Regions from separate parts of the Danio rerio genome. Here region 1 is linked to region 2. Evidence: chromatin contacts called from public HiCAR-type data. All regions are on one chromosome and are shown on one strand. Each heading gives the region's core, a stretch centred on a gene start, on an enhancer-like site or on the middle of the called end of the contact. The rest is flanking DNA. Distances are from core to core; before and after follow the strand shown. Region 1 overlaps LOC137488668 (a long non-coding RNA gene). Region 2 overlaps ddx1 (DEAD (Asp-Glu-Ala-Asp) box helicase 1).

What was found. HiCAR-type assays count read pairs that join an accessible place to other places.
Region 1: a HiCAR-type map of caudal fin shows a contact between it and region 2, with 11 times the contacts expected there. The contact joins two enhancer-like sites. A contact is called at or near these places in 4 of 18 Hi-C or Micro-C datasets (caudal fin, embryo, hematopoietic stem cells and 1 more) and 1 of 4 datasets of contacts at active chromatin or transcription factors (caudal fin).

The regions. Positions count from the first base shown.
Region 1 is chr20:36,286,843-36,291,829 of GRCz12tu, forward strand. The region is part of intron 1 of LOC137488668 (a long non-coding RNA gene); the gene reads right to left. Among named protein-coding and RNA genes, the nearest start is that of smek1, 66 kb to the right of the region's middle. Within about 2 kb of position 1,664, at least 7 of the 62 cell types and tissues checked have an H3K27ac peak or open chromatin away from gene starts, as enhancers often do.
Region 2 is chr20:36,055,479-36,060,449 of GRCz12tu, forward strand. ddx1 (DEAD (Asp-Glu-Ala-Asp) box helicase 1) reads left to right here. Exons shown (of 26, transcript NM_001197324.1): 26 at 30-186. The coding sequence ends at 160. Among named protein-coding and RNA genes, the nearest start is that of ddx1, 17 kb to the left of the region's middle. Within about 2 kb of position 1,898, at least 26 of the 62 cell types and tissues checked have an H3K27ac peak or open chromatin away from gene starts, as enhancers often do.

The DNA of each region.
Region 1 (4,987 bases), core at 414-2,913, 230 kb after region 2:
GCTCTGACCATTGAGCGGGGGTTTATAGTTCTATTTGTTGATATTGTTTATCTTATTGGGATATTGTGTTGATGTTTTTGGGATGTGATTTGCATTCTCCTGTCCAGAGACTGCAGATGAAGTTTAGCTACAGTTGAAATCAGAATTATTAAACCACCCTAAATTATCGGCCCTTCTGTTTATTTTTTCCCCAATTTCGTTTTTTCAGCACATTTCTAAACATAACAGTTTTAATAACTCATTTCGAATAAATTATTTTTTTTATCTTTGCCACAATGACAGCAAATAATATTTTACTAAATATTTATTATGACACTTCTATAAAGCTTAAAGTGACATTTAAAGGCTTAACTAGGTTAATTAGGTTAACTAGGCAGGTTGGGGTAATTAAGCAAGTTATTGTATAATGATGATTTGTTCTGTAGACTATCAAAAAAATATATAGCATGAAAGGGCTAATGAAATAAAATAAAATAGAAAGTATAAAAATATATATATATATATATATATATATATATATATATATATATATATATATATATATATATATATATATATATATATATAATAAATATAAAATAAAAAATAAAATAAACCAAAATATCACAAAATATAAAATAAAAATATTAAATATGAAATATAAAATAAAAAATAAAATAACAATATAAAATAAAATATCAAATGTAATATAATATCAAACAACAAATAAAGTAAAATATAAAATAAAAAATTAAATAAAATATAAAATACAGAAAAAATTAAAAAACACTGGTTTTCAGCCATTTTAAGCCAGATCTTTTTAAATTATGTACAAAATATATTGTTTTATATTTATTTTACACTATGATAAGCATATGTCAGGATAAGCATGATGTTTCATTTTAGAATTGTTTTATATATGTATTACTTATTTAATTCTACTCATAAATTTTGAAATTTTATTACAAAAAAAAAAGTTATTTACTAATTATTTAACTTGTGTGAAATTACTTAATATTGTCATCAATAAGATTTCCGCACTAAAAAGTATAACATAAATTTGTAACTTACATCTTCTTTTTACATTAATTTACATCATAAAACATCTATTTTAGAAAATCGCTCAGAAAAAAAATAAAGTAATACCGATACCATTTCAGTGCATGAGATTAAAGCCCAAATCAGGCTTCACGTGTGAGGTGACGACTTGAATCATGAAGCGCAATTGTAAAGCGCTTCCTCCACTTCCCCCTTTCCTCTTCCCAAGAGTGCAACAAAACATCATTGCAGAGGTCTTAATCCATTCCCTCAGGGGGCTGCTAATTAATTATTTGTTAATGACTTGAGGGAGTTCACAATGACACTCCAGTCGAGACGCTGAGATGTTTGCTGGGTGTAGAGGAAGGGAAGGGGGAGGTTTTTGGCAGACAGATTAACCAGGTTTTGGATTCACTGAACCAGGTGTTTTTTCGGGCCTCGACCAAGAGCTTTTTTGTGTGTGTGATTGCTTTACTAGTTTTTGGAGGCGTGTGACGGTCATTCTTGAAAATGGATCTGCGGCCTCCTAAAGAGTGAAGGTTCAACCTTTTCCTCTCTTGATCCCTGGTTTCTTTCCTGTTCCTCTAATAAAGGGCTGAAGTGTGCGGAGACGTGAAGGGTTTTTTTGGACACCCTGCTGGTTTATGGGCCACCCCTGCCAGACACTTTGACAGGTCAAAATGTTGCACACCAGGGTCAAGAGGAGAACAGGCCTCAGAACTGTGAGTGAATAACACGTGTTTTAAAGAATATAAAGGTTCAGTAGTGACTGACTCCCTCATTACAGAATAGTTGAACTAATGAATGACATTAAAACTTCTGTTATTGATGACATCGATTTTAATAAAACATATATGTCATGGTTTTTCAAAGCAATGTTTTTTTCAAATGCATGTAAAGGTTTATGTGTATTTGTGATCTGTTTTCTTATATTTATAATGTTTCTGACATGTTTTATTTTTTCTATAATTTTGTATAACCTCTGGACAACTGTGTTTCTGTTATTCTTGTATCTCGTATCTTGTGTAAAGAGCTTTGAAAAGTAAGTTTTAAAGGTGCTATATAAAATAAATGATTAGGGTTGTACTAGTTATTTGCTCAGCAGCCCAAACTATTCGACGTAGTCTTCAGAGGTCAGATTTGGTAGCAGTTATTGAAGTGCAGAGAACCGATTCAATGATGGACAATAGAGTCATCCACTAAAGGTGAAAGAAGTTCTGGTACAGTAATTGAATAATCAAATGTGATGTAAAATGTTAAATAACACTGCAGTCTTCATTGTTGATCAACTATAATTCCCAACTCAACATTGTGGATACTCATGATGTGAACTATTGCGAGTGCACACACTGCGATATCGATGCTGAAACGATATATTGTGCAGCCCCAGTTTATACAATATCTTTCATTAAAGTTATTATTTTTGGTGCTTTTTTATTGTAACTTTTGTAATTTTTAACAGCCTTTATTGGACATTTTTAATTATTTAATCCTCTCTTTTTGTTGTACATTAATTTTATGAATTTTACGCCAAGTTTTGATCATTTATTTAACTTTTTAAAATTAATTAGCTTTTATTTTTTATATTTTCAATTGTAGGTTAACTATAGGTATTTTAAACATTAATATCTATAGTTATTATTCTAATTCTTAATAATAGTATATTTTTTCAGTTTTAGTTTCATCATTTTTTTTAGAATCTTAGAACAAAAATTGATACATATTTATTTTATTTACTACAATATTAGTTTTACTTTAAGAATACAGCTGATTTTCAGCCAGTCTCCCAGTATGCAGAAAAGAGAATAGAGATACACTGAAGGCATTAATATCTGGGTTACATAATTCAACCTTCAAGCTGGGGGAGCAGTGTGACCTTGAAACAAAGCATGCAGACACACACACATATGTCTGTGCACAGATTCACCCTCCAGATCCCAGACCGCTGAAGCCCTGCAGACACTGAACAGACTGATTTATTCTGCTTGTAACAATGCAGGTCACTTGACCACACCTCTCTCTCTCTCATCTCAGATGATCATCATTCCTCTACAACTGAGCTCCTCCCTCTTTTTCTGTGACAGTATTTTACTCCTTATCATCACACTGTGCAACTGTTACTGTCCTTCAACAACATTACTAGACTGTGCATTTGTAATGTACAGTCTGGAGGCATATGATTACAATATATGATGCAGTACAGTACAGCAAAGCTAAATCATAAGACAATTCTCTGAGGTGTTTGATCAAAAGATGGACATAGGAGCTAGGTAATTTCTATAATGCTAAAATTCCAATGATCAAGTTAACTAAATGTTAACCTTATAACGATTTTTCTCACCCAAAGGAAAATGTCTTTACTGTAAAAAAAAAAAAAAGCTTGTAGAATTTAAAGCATGAATGATAATTTAATAGAAGCATTTATATATGGAACCAGATCAGTCTCAAAAATAAGACGTTTACAAAATAAAATTTCTACATGCACAGCTTAATTCACATTTACAAAATTCAATTTGTAAGTTCAAAACACAATTCAAATACACACAATTCCAAATCATAAATTTAAGACACGATTCATAAAAACAAAAATACGATTCGTAAATTCTAAACACAGTAAGTAAATACACAAATCCAAATTATAAGCTCAAAACACGATTCATAAATACACAAATCCAAATCATAAATTCAAAACATGATTCATAAAAACAAAAATCCAATTCGTAAATTCTAAACACAGTACGTAAATACACAAATCCAAATTATAAGCTCAAAACACGATTCATAAATACACAAATCCAAATCATAAATTCAAAACACGATTTATAAATACACAAATCCAAATCATAAATTCAAAACACGATTCATAAATACACAAATACAAATTTTAAATTCTAAACGCAGTACGTAAATACACAAATTCAATTTTAGAGCTCAAAATACGAATATATGAAAAAACACGAAATATATGGTGTGCAGCTTTTTGGATTTTGCAATTTGATATGCACAAAATGAGACTCGAAGTGCTTTTTGTGGGATGCTGGCTGTAACTGTAATTTTTCTGTTGAAAATGTACTCTTCTTTTTTTAAAAGAGAATATGATCAACCTTTGATCAAGCCCCTGGATTATGATCAAGCCCCGTCACATTGCAGTAAATTCCACTGCTAGTGTAGTCATAAGAAACTAAATAGCTTTTTGATCGACTACTACAAGCTGGGAAAACGTCAGATAAATATGCCAATGCAATTAACGATATTGTTGAATAGATCTAATATTAACACATTTGCTTGAGGAAGGAATGATGGGGTAGTTAAATTACTATTACTATTTTCCATAACATCTATGCCCTTCCATAACATTAGCTGATGCAAAACTAACAGAGAGCATTATAGCTATTTATTTACTAGCAATCTGTCAACGTTGGGATGTAAAAAACATGGGACAACAAATAGCTTCAAATGATAGAATAAATAGCAAACATTAGAAAATATAGACAAAAAAAAAGGTTTAGCCTATTCAAATCAATGGCCTATCCAGAAATTAAATAAAACTATAAAATCTATTTCACTTTTAATTGTATTTGCATATTGATTAAAGATACTATAGTTATTTAGTGAAGAACAGCAAATGAATCTCTCATTATGTTTTGTTTGATAGCAGAGGTGTAAAAGTAAAAATGCAGAGATCTATAATGAAGCATTCGACTACTTTAGTAACGGTTTGTGCTCATTTAAGACATAATTAGTAGTGTTTAAAATAAAACACGCAGGACGGAGCAAAAAAAGAAAAGAAAAAAATAAGCACTTTTCCGACGGTCCCTTACTGAGAGCTCCGCTCTGTGCGAGGTCTACTGGCTAAACGCAGATTGCGAGAGCTCAAACGGAGCAGTGCTCGTAATGTCGAGCGAAAAAAAAGAAAAAGACAGCTGTGAAACATAACCAGCTTTGTCTTTTTGTAGGAAACACACCTTAG
Region 2 (4,971 bases), core at 648-3,147:
CAACTCTGTTTCTCATACACATACACCAGGTGGTCTTTACAAGGGCCATGTGGATATTTTGGCCCCGACCGTACAGGAACTGGCCAACCTGGAGAGAGAGGCTCAAACTTCCTTCCTTCATCTGGGTTATCTACCCAACCAGCTCTTTAAAGCCTTCTAAAACAGCAATTGCACATGTCATGCTAAAGCAACTGCAATTGAAGACACTAGATGTCTAGAACTTGCCAATGGCTTACATAGTAAATGTAATTAATTTTCTTTTTTTTTTTTTTTTTTTTTGGTTCATGTGGTTTGATAACAAATGAATTGCTTGTGCACTTATTGGCAGTGTTTTGTTATGTTTTCTCCAAAGCATTTGTGTTCTGGTCATGCAAGTGGTCAAATAAATTTAAACAGCATACGCTTCTGTTTTCTTCAGTTATTGTTTGACATCTTCTTAATAGCCGAAACAACTTAGGTGATTCTTCAGCTTTAGAAAGTGACAATTAAATTGACTGCCTCTTGTCTTTAATGAAGAAACATAGACAATCTGAAGTTGATCTGGTTTCATTTTGTGTATTTTTATTTAGGAAGGAAAAGAATTATAAAAAATAAATTATCTGACGCATCATTTTAACACTCAAAATGCATTCAGATTAATTTTGATCTGGAAGTATATTTAAATTTCTCTCAACTGCAAAGGGAACAATGTACATGATGCTCCAAATTTTAATTTGTAAAGTTTTTTTACTATGTTTTTTAAAAGAAATATAATAATTTGAAACCAAACATGGTGTGTTTGGGTCATTTTTGAGCCTAGGTATGTATGGAGTACCATTAGGTGGGGAAACATATCCTTGTTTATTAACTATGAAGTTATATTAGTTAAATATTTAAATAAAATATATTTAGCTAGATTTCTTTTTTTTTCATATCTTACACTTGTGGGCCTATGGATCAACCACCACTCTCTGAAATTGAGTTTATTTATTTATTTTTTTAATTATATTTCTTTACAATTTTTGAGAGAAATATTCACATTATGTTGTTTTATTAGAAACGCACATGTAGGATTTATAAATTTGGCCTGCTTTTCGGAAATTCTGAGATTTTAAATTAAATAAAGGTAAATATAATTCCCTAAAATTCAACTTGTTATAATTATTAATTTTCTTCTTGACAAATGTATGTACATTTTGAATTCATAATGAAGGATCAGAGGTAAATAATTTATCAATGCTGTATATTATACTGGCTTTTGTGCAACTATCCTGTCAAATGCTTTACTTCTATGCAGTTCCTCAGACCGACACTAGGTGTCATTATTGTCTTAATAAGGAGACACTCGTTCTTTGTACCCCCGAGGCGTCTGCTGTACGGTTCATGTCATGAGCACTGCACTTTTATTTTTACTAGAACGAAGACCAAAAGGAGGCAATGAAGTTAAATGCCATTAATAATACAAAATGGCATCACTGTACTCGCAGTAACCCGGCACGCATGTGTTATTACAGACTGCAGTTTGGACTCAAATCACACACACACACACACACAGAAGGACGTCTCTCTGTAATTATACCCAAACTAACAGCAGTGCTCGTAAACAGCCCTGCATTTTAAACTAATCCACACAAGACCACACACACCTCAACTTACATTCCTACCTAAAATTTGATTATATAATAGTTACTTATGGATCCATGCAACATCGTGGAGCCTGCAAATGCAAAACTGATCAAGTTTCTGTTTAGAAAACTTTCAACGCCAAGTCGCCAACTTTAAGTAACAAATGATCTTTTCAAAAGTTATATATAGCGCTTCTGTCTGCTCTTCACCTCTCTTTTATGTTATGTAACTACAGTAGCTGTGTGTATGTGTGTCTACGTGTGTGCGTGTGTGTGTGTTTCCACTCCTAAGCATCTTAGGGAGCAAATGGTTTCCAGCTGCCAGAGCGTGCGTCTTATTTCCAGTGGTGAACCAGTGACACTACATACGTTTGTCTGCCTTTTACTCATTTCCTAAACCCTGCAGTCTCACACTTAACCCGTTCAACATGCTACTCGACAGACTAATGACTCTTCAGACAGATAATATCGCGTTTTCCCACGTATGAAGGCCATTTTCTTTACATAAATGGTAAAAAGGTGGAAAGAACAAAGATTAGATAGTGTAATATTGTAACCAGAGGCCCACAGAAGACTAAAATGGCTCCACATGGGATCCTTGCTTCTTACTTTCTTCAGTATATAGGGTTTGTGCAAGTATCTACTGAAGTCATTTATGCACTTTAAATTGACATATTATGATTTAATATTAAGCTAGAGCTTTGTAGAAACTCAATGGACTCAATTAAGTGTCCATTAATGACTGAGTGTGCCCAGCACTGTCCACCTCCCATACCAGAAATGCTAGCAATATACAAACAGATTACATTGGTGCCGTGACCCAAACATGACTGTGAGTGTGATGGAGACCAGTCAGTAAAAACTTTCCAGGCCTTAAGAGGTGCAATAACGACTGATCTTGTAGGTGGGTTCAGTATAAGCGAAAGTAAAGCCAGCTTTAAATAGGCAGGTCAGCTCCAAATGAGTGGGACTGAAGCTTTAAATAAATTTCCTGGGGATTTTGATTGATTTATTTAAAGTTTTGTGCTTGGCATGTCCAACTTGTTGTCTTTTATTAATGTATTCACAACTGTAAACCTTCCCTTTGCTGTAATTAAAAAACAGTAACTATTGTAGTACATTGTCACAAAAATTATCCTTGATGTCTGCATGTCCAGTTGCCGCAGCTCCCCACACCCTTAAACCAACCTACCTGCCACGTAAGTCCTACCCAATCATAGGTAATTTATGATTTTCTTTTTAATTTATAAGAGTTGTAACGAAACTATGCTTAAGACAGTTACACCACAGGTAGTTAGGTAGATTTAGCAAAAAAAAAAATTTATAGGAAAAATATTTAGAACAAGAGGTCAATGGAAGGCAAAAAAAAAATGTTGTAATCATGCAGTGCATTTTAAATTTTGTCCTAGTTTGTGTTTCTGCCTTGGTGCAGTTACAAGGTGAGCTGCATGCAATGGTTTTTAATTTGTACCCCTAACCCTACCCTAGTGCATTCTGTCTGACATCTCTAATATAAGCATTTTTAGCTTGCAAATCCAAGTCTGCATCTAGATACTTTTGCCCACACCAGTAACTGCTGCTAGAGGATGCTGTCTTCTGGAAAAGCCAGTTCAGTTCCCACTAAGAATGAGGGGATTAGAACCAGTGGGTGACATTGGTGCTGTGACCTGGACTAGTGTAATGGAGACCTGTGTAGATAAACCTTACTCTTTAGGTCTCAAGAATCACATTAGTTACTTGGGAGGCTGCAATGCATTCTTGTTAGTGTGCCTGCTTCCCATGCGAGTAGAATTAGGCAAGGCAAGGCAATCTTTATTTATAGAGCACAATTTTATACAATCGCAGTTGATCCAAAGTGCTTTACAATGAGATGAATTATTTAAGAATATAAAAAAATAAAACTTGTATAAAAATTTAAGAAAAGGAAATATATGTATATATGTAATACTAAAATACAGTATAAAAATTACATGTATGAGTCACTCAAAGGCAAGGGGGTAAAAATATGTCTTCAAGTTAGATTTAAAAGTATCCAAGGATGGAGAAATCCTGATGTTCAATGGGAGACTGTTCCATAGTCTTGGGGCTGCAACACAGAAAGCTCGATCACCTTTTGATTTGCAGAAAGACCGAGGGCAAATTAAAGGGTTACATTGGTACAATAATAAAAAACGTGATGTTTAAGATGGTTAGTGTAATGGAGAACAAAGTAAGCGCTGTGTGAGAAAACATCTCTCCCGAGGCCTCAAGTGGTACTAGTGGCTGACACATGAGGCTACGGTCTTATGCATTCTCATTAGATCATCTACCTCCCATGTCAAAAATGCCAGTTAGATTCCAATTTAAAAAATTGGAGGTTGAACCAAAGGGTAACGTTGTTGCAGTGCCCCAGATGGGAGTGAATTTTAGGGAAACTGGTGTAGCGGAGAACAGAAAAGTTTGGGTAAAACCCATTCCCTTGTCCTCAAGTTGCACTCTAATGTTAGACTGGTGCTAGAGGCTGCTGTCTTCTGAAAAAGACAGTTCAATTCCTACTTAGAATTGGGGAATTAGAACCAGTGTGTGACATTGGGGCTGTGACCTGGACTAGTGTAATGGAGACTAGCTAGTGCAGGTACACCTTTCTCTTTTGGTCTCATAAACCACATTATTTACTTAAGAGGCTGCAATCTGTTCCATACTAATTAGTGTGCCTGCTTCCCATGCGGGAAACTTTTATTTGAATCATGCTTGATGGGTGAGAAGAATTAAAGAGTTACATTGGTGCATTAATAGAAACGTGGGGTTTAAGATGGTTAGTGTAATGGAGAACAAAGTAAGAGCTGTGTGAGAAAACATCTCTCCTGAGGCAACATGGGGTACAAGTGACAGACACATGAGGCTAGGGTCTTATGCATTCTCATTAGATCATCTACCTCCCATGTCAAAAATGCCAGTTAGTTCCTCATTTGGAAAAGGGCAGGTTGAACCAAAGGGTAACGTTGTTGAGTTTCCCAGTTGGGAGTGAATTTTAGGGAAATTGGTGTAGTGGAAAGCAGAAAAGATTGGGTAAAACCCATTCCCCTGTCCTCAAGTTGCACTCAACTAATGTTAGAGGGTTCAGTTTTAGCATCTTCATTAGTTTACCATACTGGAGATGTTGGTTTGAATCCCACTCAGAACAAGCAGAGAAGAACCCAAATAAGATGTGCAACTGACAAATGAGCCATACTGGAAACACTGGTCCAGTTCCTGTTTGGAGCAGGCTGAGTTGAACTAAAAGAGTTACACTGACATATTAAATGAATGAACATGCTCAAGGGGCGGGGCTAATAGAACTCAGTGACTGACATTCATTCAGTTTCAGGAACGGCTGGAATTGTTGAGG